7 separate regions of the Mus musculus genome follow, and all the other regions are linked to region 4. Evidence: chromatin contacts called from public Hi-C and HiChIP or PLAC-seq data. All regions are on one chromosome and are shown on one strand. The core of a region is the stretch at or near the end of the contact, and the rest is flanking DNA. Distances in the headings are between cores, read along the strand shown. Region 1 holds the start of Samsn1 (SAM domain, SH3 domain and nuclear localization signals, 1). Region 2 has its middle 36 kb from the start of Gm30790. Region 3 has its middle 3.8 kb from the start of Gm30790. Region 4 holds the start of Nrip1 (nuclear receptor interacting protein 1). Region 5 has its middle 110 kb from the start of Gm30726. Region 6 overlaps Samsn1 (SAM domain, SH3 domain and nuclear localization signals, 1). Region 7 has its middle 38 kb from the start of Gm30790.

Region 1 (2,700 bases), core at 149-2,648, 460 kb before region 4:
AATCATCTAGTTTTAGTTTCCTGTACTTGGAAATAATGAATTCTCAGTTTACTTCAGATCTTTTGCCAAAGGTTTTAAACCGTTGAAGACTGTCCTGTGCCTACTCAGTTCAGAAGGAAAATCAGTCCCCAAACTGTCTCTCTCCCAATGAGAAATAAAAGCTGATGACAAAGTGTAAACTCCTTAAAAACAAAGAATCCACTAGTATTTATCTCACCAACAAAAAGATTGAATTTATTTGAGAAACGTTAGGAATGTATAAACAGGACAGAAATTTTCTGACATCACAACTTCATACTAAAGAAATTAATGTTACTAGTAAATGACGTTTAAAGTTCTATAAGAATGTAAACTTGGCTTTTCCTATATTATTTTTAATGCCAATTGTTATCAAGAGAAAGAATAAAAGAACATACTACATAAGACTGGCTTATCAAATTTACTAATTTATAAATTTTGTGTCTTCTCAAAATAGGGCACAATTCTCTCTAATGACAATGTGAAAATGCATGTCTACTACAAGATATCATAGCTGAACATTCAAATTACAAAAAGAATTTTAAAAAACTAACCTAAAATTTCTCCATTTTAGTCTTCTTACTGTTATGTATTTTAAATATCTACAATTTAACAGATAAAATAATTCCTTCAGAACACTGGTAAGATATTGAACAACCAAGGAATGAAAAATAGGCAGAGAATTCATGATATTAATGGTTAAGTGGAGGCCACCAAACAGAGTTCCATAAAATTATCCTAACCCAATCTTAGCTAACAACATAAAGGGTTGAATCTAATACACAATTGTGAAGACCATAATTGCTCATCAGTATGCAAATTCTTCCATATGTATTTTGATGCACTTAGTCCTCTACTTAAATTAATTTAGAAGTGACAGATAAAATGTCATGTAAGTAGTAGGGTGATGATGTAGGCTGTGAGTGTGCATGTATGCTTGTGTGTGTGTGTGTGTGTGTGTGTGTGTGTGTGTGTGTGTGTGTGAGAGAGAGAGAGAGAGAGAGAGAGAGAGAGAGAGAGAGATGTATGTCACTGTGTGGTTTGTTTGAATGTGTTGTGTGCTTGAATGAGTTTGTGTATGTGTGTGTATACACGTATATGTGCGTATGTGTAAATGGTATGTGTGTGTGTGTGTGTGTGTGTGTGTGTGTGTGTCTGGTGTGTCTGTGTTATACATTTGCAAGTAAGTGTTGCTTTCTAGTACAGTATTTGGTTAGTTTTACTCTGTAAGAAAATAAACTTACCTTCGGTTTTTGGTGTTTCTCCTTGTCTGAGGCATTGGATGGCTTCCTCTTTAGCATTTTGAATTCTGGCCACCTCTAGTGAGCACAGTTGCTGCTGTTACAGAGACAACTGAGAGCAGGCACGGGTGCTCTCCGTGATACCCAGCATCTGATAGCACTGAGGAAGTGTCTGATGTGACACTTCCTCCTCTGGTCAGGATGTGACTTCAGTGTCTGCTTGGTTGAAGGTTTCTTTTTTTTTTTTTTTTTTTTTTCCTTTCCTTCCTTACCGTAATTATTTGGTAACTCTGTACTGTATTCTCGGTGCTGTATTCTATGATATAATTCTTAGCTCACACCTTTGACATGGCTACGGTAATTACTAAGGGTGTAATGGTTTGGAAAACAAAACTTATTTTCTCAGTTTATGTAAAAGAATTTAACACATTAAAAAAGATGGCACAAGAGGAAAATATCTGAACCTTTTAAATGAAATCAAACAGAATATTGTGGATTTTTAAAAGTTTGAGACTATTTAAAGAATTCCATTTTATATTTTTATAATATTTTATTATTTGAGGTTATATAATACACTTACATCATTTCCACCTTTTCATTTTTCTCCTTCCAAATTTTCCAGGGAACCTACCTTTCAATTTCATTGCCCACTTTTTAAATGTGACATATGTCTGTATCTTTCTCAATACATAATTGTATATTTCTACATGACGATCAATTTGAAGTTAAATAATATTAATCCTCCCTAAAGCTACCGTAATAGGGTATAGATTAAAAGTACCTAACTGTAATAGGATTCTAGCTCCAGATATTGATGAGTGGGCATTGGTGACATTGAAAAAGCAAGCATATCATTGTTAAAACCCCCTGATTAATAAAAGAACCACTTCCTGCTACATAGTATACGTACTCTGTACCCTGGTAATGCCTGGTTGGTGGGTGATGCTACCGACTGCTCAGTCCTCTCTCCAGACAAGGCATCCAGTGTCTACTAAGTGGGCCTGGAATAGCCCCAATATGTCTTAAAGGTTTTGCTGAAAGCCAGATCCAGAGATCCAGATAAAAGAGAAGGTTGCTCAGACTTCCTTGAAAAATGAAGCCCTTATCAGATGAGCTTGTGCAGATTGTTTCAAATGCAGGCTCTGGTTAAATGGCCTGCTTCAAGAAAACTTGTACTTTCTGCTCATAAACTCCTCAGATTAAAAACAGTAGCACCATATTTTTAGGAAGTGCTTCTCTAAGAATCATGCTCTGGCCCTCTTTTCTCAGTTGTCCCTCCCACCTCTCTGCCTTCGTCCTGGAGTCCCAGCTGAAATTCACTAATTCGCTTAAATACTAAATTGAATACCCACTCTGTGCTATTGAACGTAGTGGGTACTCAATTTCTATGCAATAAACCTCTTAACTAGCAAGAACAAAATGGTATTTTATGCACTACAAT
Region 2 (2,700 bases), core at 25-2,524, 370 kb after region 4:
GGCATTCAAACAGTTCTTTGGTTATTTTTTTGGTGAAGCCCAGAAACTAAAGATAATTTTCAAAGAGCCAGATGGTCCTAGATGATGTATTTGATTCACCTAGCTAAAGGGGGGGTTCCTGAGTCCTTAGTGGATGCACAATGGTGCCCTCAGTTGTTCCATGCATTTGATACTGTATTAAACTCTACAGGATACTAATAGATTCAAGCTTCACAACAAACCTGGGGAGGAAGTGATGACTAATGGTCCCATTTTACAGTTGATGAAATTAAGTGTATTACATTTCTTGTCATAATAAAATACCTGACAGAAGCTGCTTAGGGAAAAAAAGAATTTATTATGGTTCACTATTTGAAGGGCTACAATCCATCACCTGATCAGGGAAGACATGACAGTGTGAGTATGAGGAATCTGGTCGCATTGTGTCTGCAGTTAGGGAGAGAGAGAGAGAGAGAGAGAGAGAGAGAGAGAGAGAGAGAGAGAGAGAGAGAGAATGCTATTTCTTGCCTCCCTCCCTTCATTTTTATTCAGATTTGGATCCTAACCTGTGGGAAAATGATTCCACATCCACAGTGTGTCATGTCTCCTCAGTCAGACCAATACAGGTGTCCTCAGATAAGCCTGAGCTGTGTCTTCTAGGTGATTTTTAGTTCTTAGCAAGTTGACAATCAAGATCACCCTTCACGTTGAGGTTCTGCGTGCAGTGTTAAGTTTCCAGAGGCCTCAGAGGTGGAGAGTCACACAGCTGACACATGAAAGCAGCAGAAAGAGTTTATGGCTCCCTGTTAGCTAGTGACCATATTACCTCAGGATCCACTCTGGGCTTCTAACAATTCCCTTTGATCAAGCTCTGCCAATTACTAGAAGGCCTGCCTTCTTTTAGGCTGCCAGAATCAACTTTGTTCTAAAGGAATCATTAGTCACCAGCTGCCCCCTAGCCCCAAGCTAGCCAGTGTCACTCTTGAATGCATCTGTACCTACAACCTAGGCCACCTCTGTCAGTAGCTCTCTCTACTCATGCTGTCTTAGAAACTATGACTTCACTCTTTAGTCCACAGACTGATGGCAAGCTAAGGGTCATTGATTTGGGATATCTGGAAGACCTTGTATGGTAAAGTAAACCATTTCAGTATATTAAAAAATGGCTGCATGGAAGTAGTAAATTGAACATGGATTGTTAACAATGATGAAAGAAGCAAGCAAGATACCACAGGAGTCACTACTGGTAACTCATGTGGTTTTGAGCCTTCTAGGAACTCGCCCACCTGACAGACAGAGGTAGAGCACAAAACTCTGAACAAGGTCTAAGCTGGACATACTAGGAAGCTCAGAGAGAGATGAAAAGATGGCTGAACCCAGATGGGTCAAATAAACCTCTGCAGAAAGTAGGCATATTCCACAATGCCTCTTTCCTACATTGCTGGCCTGCTGTACTTCCCAGACTCTGGGAGAGACAAAGTTACCATCAAGACTGCCATACAATGATGCTCTAGTCAGCACAGCACCAGACACTCTGATCATGGATGGTATAAAAAACCAGCATGGGAAATGAAGGCACTGGGAGATCACGGGGGCATTCTAAATGGTGACAATTCACAGTCATCCCTTGTCCTTCTCCTAGTAAATACAGATCTGGAGCTGTCAGATAAATATGCCTGTTGGCAGGAAGAGGAAAGGATCAGATATATCCTTTATAGAGAAACATTTGCCATCGGTAGCCAATTTCTTAGCTAAGTGGTTAGTTGTTAGACTATCAATATGAGATGACCAGTTATTTAAGGAAAAGTATAGTTATTAAATATGGGACCTAATGCACAGAAGAAATGACTTCAAAGGGAGCAAGAAAAGAAGGAGAAAACATTTAAATTTCATTATTCATATTTCTCTACGTAATACTAATCAGGTAGAGGAAAGTTGCATTTTAAAAAATGAGACTTGAAGATGGGTTTGGTCAATACTTGGGAAGAAGACTGAAAAATAAGTTATTAAATAGTTGAGAAAATTGGAGACTCCAACCCGGAGTATCCATACACAGAAAGGACGAATAACCTGTATTTAGCAAATAGAGATGGAAGGGTCAGACATATTAAGAAATAATAGAGAAATTTCCATAGAACTCCAGGTATCAGTTCTAAGATAGTTCCTGTTTTGTGGAAGAACTTTGTAAATATTTGGAGCACAAATCCTAAATAATTCCTTTGTGTACATTGCCGAGAATGAAAAGAACCACCCTTAGGAAAATCTAAGGCAAACAGTACCATGAACTCTTGCCAAGAAGCATCGGCAGAAACTATGATTTGAGACTCCCCAAGAGCCTCTAGAAACTATAATCCAATAGATGAAGCCTTTAAATTGTTGAAGGGAAAGAACTAGCAACATAGATTCTATACCAAGCAAAATTAGCAATCAGTTTTGAGAGCAAAATAAAGATATTTTCAGACATGTAACAACAACAAAAATGTCAAAGGAGTTACCCATCTCTGCCTCTTCCCTCCCCTCCCTGGACATATCAATTTTTCTGGGAAGATATTTGCATGTGAGTACCAAACTAGGAATAGTGATTAAGCAGGTCAAATCCCATGGCCAGAAAACCTAGGAAAGTCCCAAGATGAAATCAAGGTTAGTCTAAAAAAATAACTTCTGAGAGTTAACTAAGCAACTAGTTTAGATAGAATGGACAATTGCAGAACTGTAGGAAAG
Region 3 (2,700 bases), core at 144-2,643, 410 kb after region 4:
GTGGATATTTGTTGTAAAGTCGGTGGAAGTCAAAATGCATAAAACTTCCCTGCTCCTACAGGCAGCCGGGAAGACAAACGTCCATCTCTCATGCCACTGTCATGTCAGGCCAAGGGTGCAGTCCAGTCTGCTTTGATCATTGTTATCAGAGTGTACTCTGAACCAGTGAATCAAATTATCACCAGCCTTGATTCTGTGCTTGGCAAAACACAGAAGAGAGTTATTCAGCCCTTAAAAGTTACTTTTACAATAGCAGATCTACAATCACCAGAGATGGAGAGAAAGGAAATTACCAACTAGACAGAATGGTTTGGAGTATGGATGAAGCACATGAAAGAAAAATCTGTAACATACACATACATGTACAGATGCACGCATGAAACACATGCACATACGTAGACAAGAAGACGCAGAAATGGAAGTTTGGAATTAAGGTGACTGAATATGTAGAACACGATGACAGCTAAGTTTAGGGAATAAAGATACAGAAAACCCCATTAAAGTTGAATTTCAGATAAATGATACCTAAGTCTTTGCTATGATTATGTCCTCAATATTGTGTTAGATATAGTCACCTTATGTTGATTTCACATGAAATCCTCCAATTTCTCAAAGGTCTGGTTGACCAGTAAACTAAAGTGAAGATCTAGATAGTACACCGATCATCACTGTTGCACAGATAAAAGCTACCTGTGTTAGTTGAGAAGGATCTTGTCTGTGCACTAGACTACAGCCTCAATATGTAATGATTTATATGGCTGTTATGATCCATATTCATCTTTACCAGTAAGTTTAAAACTGTGAGATATCCAAACTGTTCTTTTTCATTGTTTTGAGTAGCATATCAAATAAAGGGTTTTATTGTGGACTTACACACACACACACACACACACACACACACACACACACACACAGAGAGAGAGAGAGAGAGAGAGAGAGAGAGGTTGATCAGACTTCTTCATTTCTATGACCTCTTCTTGTCCATATAAATAATTTTTTCAAAGACCCTCCTGTCAGTCCTACAAGGAGGTTCAAGGACTGACCTAGAACTCCAGATTTTTCTAATTAACATTTGCAAATAGAATCCATCTCTCTCCCTTTCTAATGAGTTGGAGTAACACTCATTTGTATTAGAACTATGGGCTCTGTAAACAGAACTATGAATTACTGCACAGCAGACACGAGGCAGAGTTGTCTGACCAGAACTCTGTGATTCAGCAGCTATTATTTTTGTCCTGCAAATGAGTTTGAAGCACATTTTAGAGACTTGGAAGGAATTCTTGATGTGGGACAACAGTGTTGATTTCCCACCATTGTATTACCGGGAAGCAGCCTCCCGGCTTGCCCACAAAATGCACTAGGGCCTGCCAGCAGAGTCCCTTAACCCCAAGAGGCAGCTTTCCAAAGCTAAACTGCACATTAGGGCATTTTTTTCACTACAGTCAAGTACTGGAGCAGATGAGCCACAGGCTAAATTCATCCAGAGATGGCTTTTTGTGTTGTTAGTCAACGGATTTAGTTCCCTTTCAGCGTGCATTACGTTAAATTGGTGGTAAAGCTACCTAAGTCATCTCACAGTTCTTTTCCCTTCCCACCTCCTGGAGTTAACACAGGGAGAAGGATAGACATTAAATAGAGTGAAGTGGACTCAGTTCAATGCAAACAGCAGGAAAAGAAGTGGAGAGGTAGCAGATAAGTGTTAATTCCTGGATAATTTAAATACATGGGCACGGTTTTTGCAAATAATGCAAAGCGCCCTACGAACAACAAACCTAAGGTGTTTGGCTCTAAGGCATAGAAAAACTCTGGAGCAAATAACTTCACAGAAGATTGGAATAAGGTTTTAATTTTTCAATTAAATATATTTCATTAATCCTTTGAGAATGTCTTACATACATATACTATATTTTCATCGTATTCACCATGATTCCTCCCCTCTATCTTCTCTTACTTCAATTTCCCTTCCAGTGTCATTGTGTTCTCTTCTCTTTTTCTCACTGAGTGGGATTTATTTGACCAATATACTCATGAGTGTGGTGTGGGACCATCCAATGAAGCATGTTTAATCTACCAAGGGCCACACCCCTAAATAAACCTGACTGTAACTACTCCAGACACCTTCAACTCTTAATAATGAGTCATCTGTAAGTAAGGGATCATCGTACCTTTCCCAATTCCTACCTGGATTGATTTTGTGCAGGGCTTGTACGGACAACCATAGCTCTTATGTGTTCATGAGTGTAGTGGTTCTGTTATTCTGTTCCAATTCCCTGAGTCTTCTGCCCCTTGCAATCTTTGACCTTGTCTTTCTCAATGGTCCCTGAGAGTGAGATCGATGTCACATTTGTAGATGAACAGTCCACAGACACTTTGACCAGTTGTGAGCTTCTGAGTTGACTGTTATCCACTATACAAAGAAACTTCTCAGGTGATATCTGAGAGTTGCACTAATTTATGAATACAGAAAGAAAACTTCAGATGGCAGTTTGACACTCTATCCAGTTAGCAGAAGTTTTATCCCGATGGTGTGTAAACTCTCTAACCATGGGTTCTTGGCTGAATTTACCAGGTGTGTGTTTCCTTCAGTAGACTGAGACTTAAATACAATCAGAAAATAATTGGTGATCTCCATTTCAACCATGTCACTATGGCAGTTATGGTTATGTTTTGCTGGGTGGGTTATCATCATAGCTTACGGAG
Region 4 (2,700 bases), core at 31-2,530:
TTACATGAGCAGACAAACTCCAGCCTGGTGCCACAAAAAAATGAGTTAAAAGTTCTTGCACCTAATCATGTCCGGACTTTCCCCCAACTAAAATGACCCATTAATTAAAACAACAACGACGACGACAAAGTATTTTAACGTGAAATTACCTAACGTTCCGTTTTTCGTTTACGACCTCCAGAATCCAGTTAAATTACTGACATGATGGAAGGTAGAAACTCCTGGAATGCCTTAGAGATCAACATGTGTCAGACTCTCTGCCTGTCCGCCTTTTAAACACAGTGGATTCCTTTGTTCCTTCAGTCTGAATATCAACTCCTGATTAAAATTTGGAAAGTACTTTGGAAAGGGATAGGAGGGTCTGGGGAATGTTTGCACGCTAGAGGGTTTCTTCTAACAACAATAGTATTAAAGGAGGACAGTGGCACCAGAGAGGAGAGCGGTCTCCCCGGACTTTACCAGGCTCATGCGAGTGAACCCCCTCTCGGATGCTGGGGGAACTGGGCTGAGGCCTCGGGTGCAAGGAGCCTCGCCCTCCCTCGGCAAGCGGGGAGCTCGTGCCCAGCAGGCCGGGCCTGGGGCTCAGTGCTGCCCCTTCTCCGAGTCACTTTTCCCGGCCGGGGATCGGCGAGCACCGCGCAAGGGAGACGGCAGCGATAGGCGGGGAGCAGCGCGGGCGCCACCGAGAGCACCGCTGGGCGGCAGGACCGAGCGGCGCGGCAGCCAGCGCCCGGGGCTCGGGGCCAACGGGGGCAGCTGGGCGGGCGAGCTCGACCGGGGCCCCGCGACCCGGCCACCCGCGTGGGTCCCGGCGCAGAACACCCAGGGCGGCTGCGCCCCTCGCGCCAAGGCTGGCACGGACGAGCCCGCGGCTGGGAACTCCACAACTTGGCGGCTGCGCCGGCCGGGCCCGCGAGTTCCAGGGGAGAGCCGGAGCGGGGCGCGGCGGAGGGCTGTCCCCGGGATCCGTGTTCCCGGAGCTCCCCGCGGGCCTCCCCCGGCCTCCGCCGCCTCCACGGGCCGCGCACCCAGGCCGTGCCCGGGCGGCGCGGCGTCCGCTCCCGCGAGCTCCGCACGGAGCCCGGGCCGCGATTGCCACTCACCGAGGCCGCCGCGGCTCCGGGCCGCCGATCCGCGTCGCTCCCTCCTTCCCAGGTTAGCCGTGCCCTGCGGCCGCGCGAGGCCACGGGCGCTGCGCTCGGGCGGGCTGGGGCCGGCTCGTCCTCCGCCTGCGCCGCGGTCGCCGTCGCCTCCCGAGTTCGGGGCTCTGCTGCAATGTCTGCGAGGCTGACTTTGAGCGCCTCGCTCGCCGCCCGCCCGCCGCAGCCGCGCTCCTCCCTCCGCCGCCGACTTCGCGGCGGCCGGGTCCCTCCCCTCGCTGCTCCACGCCATTCAGCTCTTCAGCCAAGTTTCTTAACCCTTTTCTGCCCCTCCCTCCCATTGTCACCCGGGCCGAGCGCGCACCCGGAGGCTCGGCGGAGCCGGGGAGCCCACCGGGCGTCTGCAGGCCTCCTCGCCGGTGCTCCGGGTGGGGGTCCGGGACTGATCGGCCTTGAAGGCAGAGAGAGGACGCGGTTGGACCCGGAGAAGGAGGGGGTGCTGTGCTTCCCGAGCCGGCGCCCTGGCTTCCCAGCCCCGTCCAGCCAGCCGCCTGGACAGATTCCCCGCTAGGGGCCAGGCGATCGCCCATGTCACCCGTGCCGGGGCAAACGCTGGGGGCACCACAGGGGCGTCGGGGCACCTTAATCCTACCCCAGGTTCCCCAGCCTACGTGCTGGCACCTTAAGTGTCTCCCTTTCTCCCGTTTCACCCCACAAACACGCGTTCTTTTGGCGCCCTTTACCCACCCTCAATTTCCACCTCCTTAAAATCTGTGTCCCGCTCAAATCCCGGAAGCTGCGGCGCTGTATAACTCTAGGTCATTTTGACCCCATGCTCAGCACCTAGTAGGACCCAGTGATAAATATGGCATGATTCCAAGCGGAAAACTGGAAAGGAGACCTGAGGAGTGCACAGCTAGCTCCCTAGACGGACGCAGGACCCAGGAACCTGGTTTCTCTTCTGCTGCTTTGTCACTGCGAAGTCTCCAGCAGGGTCTGCCCGCCAAACTGCACCACCCCCAGGAAGGATCTGACCCAACAGGACTAGGAGATGGGCTGTCACTTCTTTAAAGCAGCTCTTGCTGGGTTCAGAGTCTCAATAAATAACAATTACATCATATAGCCAGGGTGGCAATGCAGGGAAACTTGGGTTTCCTGCAGCCTGGTCTCGCTGAACCCGCCTCTAAATTTGAGGTGGGCTAACAGATTGGTGAGGCGAGAAAGTGGAGGGAGGAGAGAAAAATAAGAAACCATGATCTCTTCCTCGCCTTGTGTTTTCTGCTTTTAAAACCTATTCTCTCTACTCCCTTCATATCTTACTTGTGAAGCCTCCTTTTAACGCTCCCCCTACCCCAGATGTCTCTGTCTCGTTTGTTTTTGACTCTAGTCATGAAAAGAATTACCTGCGGGAAGACTTGTGGTTGCAGAAGTTGTTTTTGTTTGACATTAAAAAAAAAAAAAAAAGGCTAAAGTACATCTTCGATTCACCCTAAACTCTGAAGTGCTATCCCTGCCTTAAAATACTTACTAAGACAATTTTGTGGATGAAGCTTTCTACTCTCATATGTTTTCATATCCTTAAGAATTTCGGTAGCATTTG
Region 5 (2,738 bases), core at 160-2,659, 280 kb after region 4:
TAATAAATCCTGATATCTATATCAAGTAATATCTGTATCTATGAATCAATAAATCTGTCTTTCTATCTATCTGTCTGTCTATCCATCTTCCTATCATGTCTCTATTATCTACCAGTCATCTACCTATTATCTGTCTCTATTTATCATAATCAACCTATGTCTATTCATATATTTATATCTGTACTTATATCTGTATCTATACCTATTTGTATCTATCTCTACCTCTATCTATTTGATGTATCTATATATCTACATGTCTGTCTGTTTGTCTCTCTGTCTGTCTATAGGCAGTAGGTAGGCGTGGCAGTGAAAGCTACAAGCAGATGGATGAGCTATTTGGAGATGCAGCAGGATCCTCAGAGAGGACTGAGAGGTGAAAGGTGCTTAAAGGTTTCAGAGACCATCAGCCTGGGGCCAGTAGGGCAGGTCACTGACTTTTAGCTTCACATGTGTCTGTGGGAAAAGTTTAAATGAAGAACAGACACACACACAGACAAAAATATACATATATTTCTGTTTCTCTACAGAATCCCAATTTCATCTTGACTCAATTGTTTATTATCATGTAGTTCATAGATACTGAAAGTGTGGGGCGTTTTGTTTCCATTGTCCAAAATTGGACTTTCTGTTTCTCTTGGTGGCTTTCTGTTATTGTCGTTTCAAAGTAAATATGTGTTGACTGGATGGATGATGTCGCCTGAGTTCACCCCCTCTTCCTTTCTTTACTCGCACTCTCCTTTTTTGGCCACATGATACTTACAGGAGGGTTAGCACTTCTCCCTCTGTGTTGACCTTAGTTAGGTATTTCTATGTTTTGATTATATGTTAAAATAGCTGTGTTGCCAAGGGGCATCTGTAGATTCATTGCAGTCTCCATCTTAATGCTAATTAGAGTCATTACAGAAATAGAATACCCTAAACGTCATAGCCTAATGTCATATCCTAAGCGCCAAGTGTCCCCTCTGGTTTAGCCCTTTGTCGCCTGGTGTCTGGCTTGCTCCCTTACTTCATCCATAAAAGACATTCTCATCCTGGAGAATTATTCTTTTGTTTAGTTTCGCTTTGTTTGTGCTTTATTTACTATTTGATGTTTGATTTATTTACAGGGTGCCCTTTTTTCTTCTTAAGGAAATTCCGGCACCAGAATAATAGGAGCTATTTATCTAATTTCCTGTAACTGATGCAGCTATGCCACAGATGCCTTTCTGAGGACCAGTCTGGTTTGTTCAGTTAATTAGTCCTGACAAATATTTCTATGTTTTCCTGTCATTATCCATTACCATTAAAAACAAAGTATAGAATTTCACCTGAAAGAGTTAAAAAAAAATCACCCTAGGGTTCAGACATCTAGTTACCACAGGCCCGCCAGTCTGCAGGACATTCTTTGAGGGGTGACAGTGAAAGCTAAGAGCAGCTGGATGAGCTATTTGGAGACCCAGCAGGCGCCTCTGGTCTCAGGGAGGACTGTGAGGTGCCTGAAGAGTTCAGAGACCATCAGCCTGGGGCCAGCAAGGGCAGGACCCTGCCCTTTCGTTTCACAAGTGTCTGTGTGAAAAGTTTAAATGAAGAATGGATCCATTGGCTCATTCTCCACCTTGACTTTGATTCTGTGAAAGGGTGAAGTAATAGAATCTGGTGACAGTGAAAACGGACTGGGTGATGGCATAAAGGACCGATCATCCTAGGAAGTAAATGCAGTGTGCTTTGTTGGCTTTTGACTTGACAGTAATAATGTGCATACATATGACTCAATGTGATTTGTTAGCTATTGTAAACTGTAATTTGACTGCAATTGCTCGTGTTTTCACAGTCTGCTGTTGATAAATAATATCACGACCTGCACACAATCTAGAGAATAGGCGCATTGTCACGAAAAGAGCCGTATTTAGTCACTTGTGTCATATAAAAATTCAACATTTAATGGAAATCAGTACAGTGCAAGGGGGCATGGATGTTTATTGCAAATGTTTGCATATTTTTGCATCTCTGAGTAAAATTTTCCTAAGTGAGCTTTCTCTTCTTGATGGTTATAAACTAAAAAGCTTGTCCCTTGGAAATTTCACGTCCTGTCCAAGACATCTTTAGGAGGGACAAAATGTGCTTTATGATATAACCTTCATTATCCATTTCCAATGTATGAAACAAAGGCTTAAACCTCCTCAGGATGCTCTGTATCTCTGGTAATGTTTACCATCGAAAAAGATGGCATGTGGTACCCACGCCGCGGTCTCCGTGTGGTAACCCTATTTAAACTGTTCATCAGGGGTAACTGCTTCCTTTCATAACTCTGGGAAACATTTGAAAAAGTTCCCATTTTCTGAGATCAGCTTCCCAATACAAAATCACTCCTGGTGGCTCAGGTGCTGATATTCACCTTGCCTTGACCTTCTGTCTGAAACTGCCTTTATTTGCATCTTGACAAAAAAGGGTGACCTTCTATTCTGCCCTTTAAACCCTAAGTAGCTAGCCCTGCCTTTGTTGCAAGTAGAGGAAGAAGGCAAATGTCCAGCTGCTGCTTGGGTTCTGTTTCAACTTTAATTGTCCAGCCCCACCTTCAACAAAAGTGAAGATTAAGAGCATAGCAATTGCTATGTTGGGATAGCACAGATCTGAGTTTGAGAGTCCATAAAATCTAGTTTGATAGCCTGTCTGCGTAGTATGACATTAAAATTTGCTGTCGAGAGAAAGCACACACACACACACACACACACACACACACACACACACACCATCCATGC
Region 6 (2,700 bases), core at 134-2,633, 500 kb before region 4:
GAGCTAGTCCAACTTACTGTATCGAAAGAACATACATCTTTACTGGCAACTTCTGTTAGTCCCTAAAATCTATCATGCAACTAGTGTTTGATAAACCAGGAAGCATATGTAATGTTGGCCCACCTTGATTTTAAGGGAGTCGGTGTCATAGGGACTTGGCGTGAAGTCTGTGTGCACTTTGGCCCGGCCACAGAATGGCCCTGAGTAGGGGCTGTCATCATCCAGTCGGAAGCTGTCCCGATTACTTGTTCCATCTGAACAGCTTGTTATTCCACCTGACAAAGTAAAGGTTAACAGTTTGTAGCTTCCAAGGCTTTTAGCTTCCTGTACCATTACCTCAAACTGGAGCAACGGATGCCAGCCTTATGCAGTTCTCAGTCACATCCCTTCGGAAACCCTGTCTTGTAAGCTAGGTTTGATGCTTTCTTGCCAGTCTGAATACTCTAGATAGTCCTTATTCCAATACCATCTCATTTCAAAATATCTCCTCATTTGGATCTGATCTGCCTTAAAGGGCATTAAACAATCAATGCTCCACTTGCTAAGTTGGAGCAAAGAATAGATTCAAACTTTGACCTTGACAGATAATTTCCGAGTTGGAAACTATGAAAGAATTCAATAGAAACAGTTTAATCATTTTGTGTTGTTATTGATCATAAGTAATCAACACATGACATTTCAGAGTTCCATACAACTTATGTAATTGTGATTAAAAAGTCTTTCCAAGAATTCTTACTGTGTGCCAAAGACCATATGAAAGAAACATCTTTGCCTATAAACATCTTTGTGTGATACTTTTGTTTGCCACAGGGGTGGAGAGGAGAGTTGCCCACATGTGTGAACCTCCAAACTGTCTGGGTGCTTATTTTCTGGTCTCCCTTCCCTTCTGATCTTGAACTTCACTTGAGAAAAATAAAAAGTGAGCAAAGCAAACACAGAGAGCATTCCATCTTGCTCCATTTTGCTTCCCTTCTGTAGTGTCACAGCTGTTGGCAGTGAAAGTGCCTGGCTGTTTCTCCCACACTCACAGGCTCCTCACTTCCTCTTTCAGGTTGACCTTTTGCTGCTCAAGGAGGCAAGAGCGGCAGTTTCACTGCCGTGGATTTTGAAATAAGGCAAAAGTCCTGTAAGTTCCACATTGGGTGTGAATAGAAATGTAGCATGTGAGTGAAACACTATCTCCCCACACCTCCCTTCTGGATTAGTGTACGGGTGCTGGCTTTGCATGGTATGTTGGAATCATATAATTCTTCTCACATTCAGTATCACAACCTTGAATTTGAAAACTTCTAGCAGAACTGGATACTTATGAAATCTGAATGACACACACACTGCATCCTTAAAATGTGTCAGCATTAGCTTTTTACAACAAAATAGCTATTGTATAGCTAATATGAAGAAAATTGAGAATATTCAAAACATCTGTTCTTTGTGAGTCATCTTTGAATAACAGAAGTACTTGATTTAAAAACAACTGGAAAATAATCTTTGCAGAGACATTTGAAAGTCCTGAAGATACTGGACTGGAGCAAAGATAACAGTTTACTTATATAAAATATATGAGGCACCAGCACTATCAGTAGTTTCTTGTAACTGTTGTAGCATAAAATGTAACTGATGTTAAGTAATGTCCTTCTTAGACCAATAGCAGTGTTGATTCCACACTTATAGTTCCTGCTAATCTCCTTTCCCACCCCACTGGCGACGTATCTATCACACAGTATTATTCACTGCACCAGTCTCTACTTACTAACAGTAAATGGAAACGACAGAATTAAGGCAAATGTCCTGCACTTTGCAGAAAAGTAGGAAAAGAAAGAAAGAAAGAAGGAAAGAAACGAAAGAAAGAAAGAAAGAAAGAAAGAAAGAAAGAAGGAAAGAAAGAAAGGAAGGAAGAAAAGAAGGAAGGGCTGGGCAGTGGTGGCACAAACCTTTAATCCCAGCACTTGGGAGGCAAAGGCAGGCAGATTTCTTAGTTTGAGGCCAGCCTGCTCTACAGAGTGAGTTCCAGGACAGCTAGGGCTACACAGAGAAACCCTGTTTTGAAAAAAAAAAAAAGGAAGGAAGAAAGAAAGAAAGAAAGAAAGAAAGAAAGAAAGAAAGAAAGAAAGAAAGAAAGAAAGGAAGGAAGGAAGAAAGGAAGGAAGAAAGAAAGAAAGAACAAATAGAGAGAGAAAGACAGGCAGAAAAAAAGACAAAAAGAAAGACAGACAGACAGACAGAAATGAGTGGGGGAATGAGAGAGGGAGGAAAGAAAGGACAAAAAGAAAAAGAAAACAATCAAAGAAGGCCCATGGGAGAAAAATAAAGAATAGTCGTCTACTTCTCTATTTCAAATAATGTTATGTCTTTTGAATCAAGATAACACTACGTTCTTCAGAGCATAAAAGTTTTATATCAGACTTTGTTACCTAAAAGAACTTTTTGAGGCTACTGGTTATTTCATATTGTTGTTCCACAGGGCAGAGGGAGGGTATAGGGAACTTTCGGGATAGCATTTGAAATGTATATAAAGAAAATATCTAATAAATAAATAAATAGATAGATGAACTTTTTGAGGCATTGCACCAGATCCCTGTAGGCTATAGCATCAGAAATATGTTGTGCTATGTATCACAATCACTAGTAAGTCCATGTATAGTCAAGGCTCTAACCTTTCCAACTTCTCTATTGTCATGTATCTGGATCTTTGTTTCTAAT
Region 7 (2,730 bases), core at 92-2,591, 440 kb after region 4:
TGTTGTCATATGCACACACACATATGACATAACTTACATACAGCATCTATGAGTTCAATGTTATTTCTATTTTTAAGCATTTAGAAAGCAGAGGCTATTGTTCACAAGAGAAAAATTAACCAAAACAGTGTTGATACAAGTGACAGAAACGACTAGGAAGACATTCTTCCAAAACCCAGTTTTAAAGACAGATAAAAATTTTCAGCCTACTCAACTTGAGATTCTATGAGCTCCAAAATCTTTTGGTGTCTGATGCTTATTTGAACAAACAGAAAAGTACAACTCAAAGCAATAAATATATCACATCCTTCAACAGCTTCCTAAAAATACTTTCTTCCCAACACTGCTGTTCTGTTGGGTCCAGATCTTTGGACTTGGTTTTTGTGCATGAAGCTTTGCCAACAGAGAACCACAAACCAAAATTCAGGAATGTTTGTAGTCAGGAAAAAGAAAAGAATATCTAAGTAGGAGAAAATTACAATGTAAGTGTGGGGGAGATTATATATATATATATATACCATATAACTGCATACCCTTTAGCGTAAAGAATAAAAATTTCTCATGACATTTGCTTAATTCCACATTGATTGCAACTTTATGGTAAATTACATCTACTACAGTTTGTTTTGGTTGTGGAGAGGAAATTGCTCCAAACCAAATCTCTTCATCTCAAACAGATCTGCTCACAGATGAGCTGCCCAAATTGAGAGCATAGAGACGCTTCCTTGACTCCGTCCGACTCTTCCCAGTTGGGTAAGAGCTGGACCACACAGGGAAGCAAGAATTCACTGTTCACTGTGACATGGCCTTGGTAATGATCTATGGCCGTGTCTACCCAGACCCCTCACATGACTGAGCCCACAAGACCAGGAGGAATCTTTCACTCCCAGTATGCTTCTCTCATGCCTGACTGAGGTCTTGCTTCCCCACTGTCCTTCCAGCCAAGCTGGCCCTCACTCAACAGAGGCCATCCATTCTGGAAGTCTGACCGAGACGCTGACTGGGCTGGGACACAGACAGAAGCCCGTGCCAACTCTCTCTCTCTCTCTCTCTCTCTCTGTCTCTCTCTCTCTCTCATCCCAACTCCACATCTCTGTGTGTGTGTGCGTGTGTGCGTTCCAAGGTGAACAGACTTGAAGCCAGAGTCTTTCAGAAGCTTGGGGCCACTTAATCCCACAGAGATATTCATTGCTGCCATTCTTGGCCACCCCTCAAACGCACACTCCTGTGGTCGCCTGCCCTCTCACGTCCTCAAACTCACGCTCCTCTAGTTCCTCTGCTATGACTCATCTTCCTACTCCCTCTGGGTTCTTGTGCCAAGCTCCTGCCCTCTGCGCACATTGCTCATTGTGTGCCCTGCCCTTGCCTACTTGGGACACCTGTTGAGAACCCACATGCCCTTTTAGACTCGTCATAGTAATCATCCTCTTCGTTGTGGAGCAGAAAACCAGCTCTTCCTGGTGGCCTGGCTCTTAAATGCACAGTCCTTTCCGTTTTCTTATTTGCTTCACATTGAAATGTAATAAGTGTCAATTCATGCGATAAAGCAGCTGTCCTGCCTCTTCCTCGGAGGAAATAATTCTTTGGTTTGAACAGCCCCCACTACTGGAAGGTCAACATTCTGAAGTCCTACTGTAGTTTGTACCCAGTAGTTTGATCTTTGAAGCCTAGAACAATGAGCCCTAACATACAGAAGGCTCACCTTAAATATATTTTAACTGAATGTGTGTCTTTACCGAGAATAACTTCTTGTACCCAACATTGTGTTTTTCCATATTACCCATAATTTTTGCTATAGTACTATCGAGAACTTTGATTACTGTGTCTGGAGAATTCCCTGTCCAGTCATGGCACTGCGCTGAGCATTCTTGGTCCCATTTCATGGTACAATTTGCGCATTTAGACCAGAACCACTCATCTTCATGGCTCCTTTCACCCAGGACATAAGGTCATTCGTGATGGAGTTGGGACTCACATCTTTTGTATACAGGATAATTACAGGAGGTCACACCACCTTTATGGCCAGCAGCTAGTTTCCATCTCTTCTTAATGGGCTCTTCACAGAGGTTAAAGCATGGTGCTTCCCTGAGTCCTTGCCCACGTTCCCGTTCTCAGTTTACACACTCCTCGTCTTATCTCAAACACTGGACAGTGCCTCCTTCATCTATTTTCCTTCTGCTTTTCTTCCCTTTATAATTTTTTTCTCTAGCTCCTTGCATTACTTTCCACAAAGATACATTGTTAGTTTGTTTTAATCTATGGGTGTGTCTCTGTGTGTGTGTGTGTGTGTGTGTGTGTGTGTGTGTGTGTGTGTGTGTGTGTGTGTGTGTGTTTGAGTTAGGGTATGCACATACGTGTGTGCAGACACACGTGTTTTTGTAAGTTGGTTCTTCTCGATTGCCCTCTCCTGTTCCTTTGATGAAGACATGCTCCTTGGCTGCGGCTACTCTATTCTCATCTAGCCTAGCACTCGTGATCTTCCAGCATCAGCCTGGCTTGGAGCTGTGTTTATGGGTATGTATATGCAAGATTGTTATGTGATTCTCATATCCAAAGTCTGGTCCTCATGACTTCCTACTAAGTTCTCCAAACCTCTGGTCTACCTCCCCAGCGTACTCTATGCTACTCTTTACAAAGTTTTGTGCCCTCGAGTCTTTAAACCTTATTCTTTGATTCAAATATTATGTGCAAAACGCTTATTCAAAGATAAGAGTCTTAAATGAAAAGAGA

What was found. HiChIP or PLAC-seq counts read pairs in DNA pulled down with a chosen protein or histone mark. Hi-C and Micro-C count contacts between places; a contact is called where the count stands out from the background.
Region 1: an H3K27ac HiChIP or PLAC-seq map of bone marrow-derived dendritic cells shows a contact between it and region 4, with 6 times the contacts expected there. The contact joins the promoter of Samsn1 here to the promoter of Nrip1 in region 4. A contact is called at or near these places in 5 of 39 promoter capture datasets (the HPC-7 cell line, HPC-7-derived erythroid cells, hippocampal neurons and 2 more), 10 of 484 Hi-C or Micro-C datasets (the Ba/F3 cell line, CD4 T cells, LSK cells and 6 more), 14 of 115 datasets of contacts at active chromatin or transcription factors (the 230-238 cell line, CD8 T cells, DN3 thymocytes and 11 more) and 1 of 9 other capture datasets (liver).
Region 2: a CTCF HiChIP or PLAC-seq map of CD8 T cells shows a contact between it and region 4, with 5 read pairs. The contact joins the enhancer-like site here to the promoter of Nrip1 in region 4. A contact is called at or near these places in 8 of 39 promoter capture datasets (HPC-7-derived erythroid cells, cranial neural crest, embryonic stem cells and 4 more), 1 of 15 datasets of contacts at CTCF or cohesin (CD8 T cells), 5 of 484 Hi-C or Micro-C datasets (the NIH/3T3 cell line, embryonic fibroblasts, embryonic limb bud and 1 more), 28 of 115 datasets of contacts at active chromatin or transcription factors (the 230-238 cell line, CD8 T cells, DN3 thymocytes and 21 more) and 4 of 9 other capture datasets (adipose tissue, embryonic stem cells, liver and 1 more).
Region 3: a contact with region 4 is called in a Hi-C map of uterus, with 7 times the contacts expected there. The contact joins the enhancer-like site here to the promoter of Nrip1 in region 4. A contact is called at or near these places in 9 of 39 promoter capture datasets (the 3T3-L1 cell line, the C10 cell line, the HPC-7 cell line and 5 more), 1 of 15 datasets of contacts at CTCF or cohesin (CD8 T cells), 43 of 484 Hi-C or Micro-C datasets (the AML12 cell line, B cells, the C2C12 cell line and 30 more), 28 of 115 datasets of contacts at active chromatin or transcription factors (the 230-238 cell line, DN3 thymocytes, the SCID.adh cell line and 19 more) and 3 of 9 other capture datasets (embryonic stem cells, liver and macrophages).
Region 5: a contact with region 4 is called in a Hi-C map of myocytes, with 3 times the contacts expected there. The contact joins the enhancer-like site here to the promoter of Nrip1 in region 4. A contact is called at or near these places in 11 of 39 promoter capture datasets (the 3T3-L1 cell line, the HPC-7 cell line, cancer-associated fibroblasts and 6 more), 4 of 484 Hi-C or Micro-C datasets (the G1E-ER4 cell line, the P5424 cell line, myocytes and 1 more), 16 of 115 datasets of contacts at active chromatin or transcription factors (the 230-238 cell line, the SCID.adh cell line, bone marrow-derived macrophages and 10 more) and 1 of 9 other capture datasets (pancreatic islet).
Region 6: a contact with region 4 is called in an H3K4me3 HiChIP or PLAC-seq map of bone marrow-derived macrophages, with 3 times the contacts expected there. The contact joins the enhancer-like site here to the promoter of Nrip1 in region 4. A contact is called at or near these places in 3 of 39 promoter capture datasets (hematopoietic stem and progenitor cells, hippocampal neurons and pre-B cells), 5 of 115 datasets of contacts at active chromatin or transcription factors (astrocytes, bone marrow-derived macrophages, embryonic forebrain and 2 more) and 1 of 9 other capture datasets (macrophages).
Region 7: a contact with region 4 is called in an H3K4me3 HiChIP or PLAC-seq map of the SCID.adh cell line, with 12 read pairs. The contact joins the enhancer-like site here to the promoter of Nrip1 in region 4. A contact is called at or near these places in 12 of 39 promoter capture datasets (the 3T3-L1 cell line, 3T3-L1-derived adipocytes, the C10 cell line and 8 more), 1 of 15 datasets of contacts at CTCF or cohesin (pro-B cells), 9 of 484 Hi-C or Micro-C datasets (the Ba/F3 cell line, adipose-derived mesenchymal stem cells, brown adipocytes and 6 more), 25 of 115 datasets of contacts at active chromatin or transcription factors (the 230-238 cell line, the SCID.adh cell line, SST interneurons and 21 more) and 1 of 9 other capture datasets (macrophages).

The regions. Positions count from the first base shown.
Region 1 is chr16:75,907,868-75,910,567 of GRCm38.p6, forward strand. Samsn1 (SAM domain, SH3 domain and nuclear localization signals, 1) reads right to left here and starts at 1,399. Exons shown (of 8, transcript NM_023380.2): 1 at 1,263-1,399. The coding sequence starts at 1,319.
Region 2 is chr16:76,741,652-76,744,351 of GRCm38.p6, forward strand. No RefSeq gene overlaps it. Among named protein-coding and RNA genes, the nearest start is that of Gm30790, 36 kb to the right of the region's middle. Within about 2 kb of position 1,275, at least 10 of the 459 cell types and tissues checked have an H3K27ac peak or open chromatin away from gene starts, as enhancers often do. A contact at or near this core is called in CD8 T cells and neural tube, where this site is marked.
Region 3 is chr16:76,781,523-76,784,222 of GRCm38.p6, forward strand. No RefSeq gene overlaps it. Among named protein-coding and RNA genes, the nearest start is that of Gm30790, 3.8 kb to the left of the region's middle. Within about 2 kb of position 1,394, at least 10 of the 459 cell types and tissues checked have an H3K27ac peak or open chromatin away from gene starts, as enhancers often do. A contact at or near this core is called in uterus, where this site is marked.
Region 4 is chr16:76,371,769-76,374,468 of GRCm38.p6, forward strand. Nrip1 (nuclear receptor interacting protein 1) reads right to left here and starts at 1,281. Exons shown (of 4, transcript NM_173440.3): 1 at 1,104-1,281.
Region 5 is chr16:76,653,857-76,656,594 of GRCm38.p6, forward strand. No RefSeq gene overlaps it. Among named protein-coding and RNA genes, the nearest start is that of Gm30726, 110 kb to the left of the region's middle. Within about 2 kb of position 1,410, at least 7 of the 459 cell types and tissues checked have an H3K27ac peak or open chromatin away from gene starts, as enhancers often do. A contact at or near this core is called in craniofacial prominence, myocytes and neural tube, where this site is marked.
Region 6 is chr16:75,876,303-75,879,002 of GRCm38.p6, forward strand. Samsn1 (SAM domain, SH3 domain and nuclear localization signals, 1) reads right to left here. Exons shown (of 8, transcript NM_023380.2): 5 at 124-275. Among named protein-coding and RNA genes, the nearest start is that of Samsn1, 32 kb to the right of the region's middle. Within about 2 kb of position 1,384, at least 87 of the 459 cell types and tissues checked have an H3K27ac peak or open chromatin away from gene starts, as enhancers often do. A contact at or near this core is called in bone marrow-derived macrophages, hematopoietic stem and progenitor cells, microglia and 2 more, where this site is marked.
Region 7 is chr16:76,815,355-76,818,084 of GRCm38.p6, forward strand. No RefSeq gene overlaps it. Among named protein-coding and RNA genes, the nearest start is that of Gm30790, 38 kb to the left of the region's middle. Within about 2 kb of position 1,342, at least 31 of the 459 cell types and tissues checked have an H3K27ac peak or open chromatin away from gene starts, as enhancers often do. A contact at or near this core is called in the SCID.adh cell line, muscle stem cells, myocytes and 1 more, where this site is marked.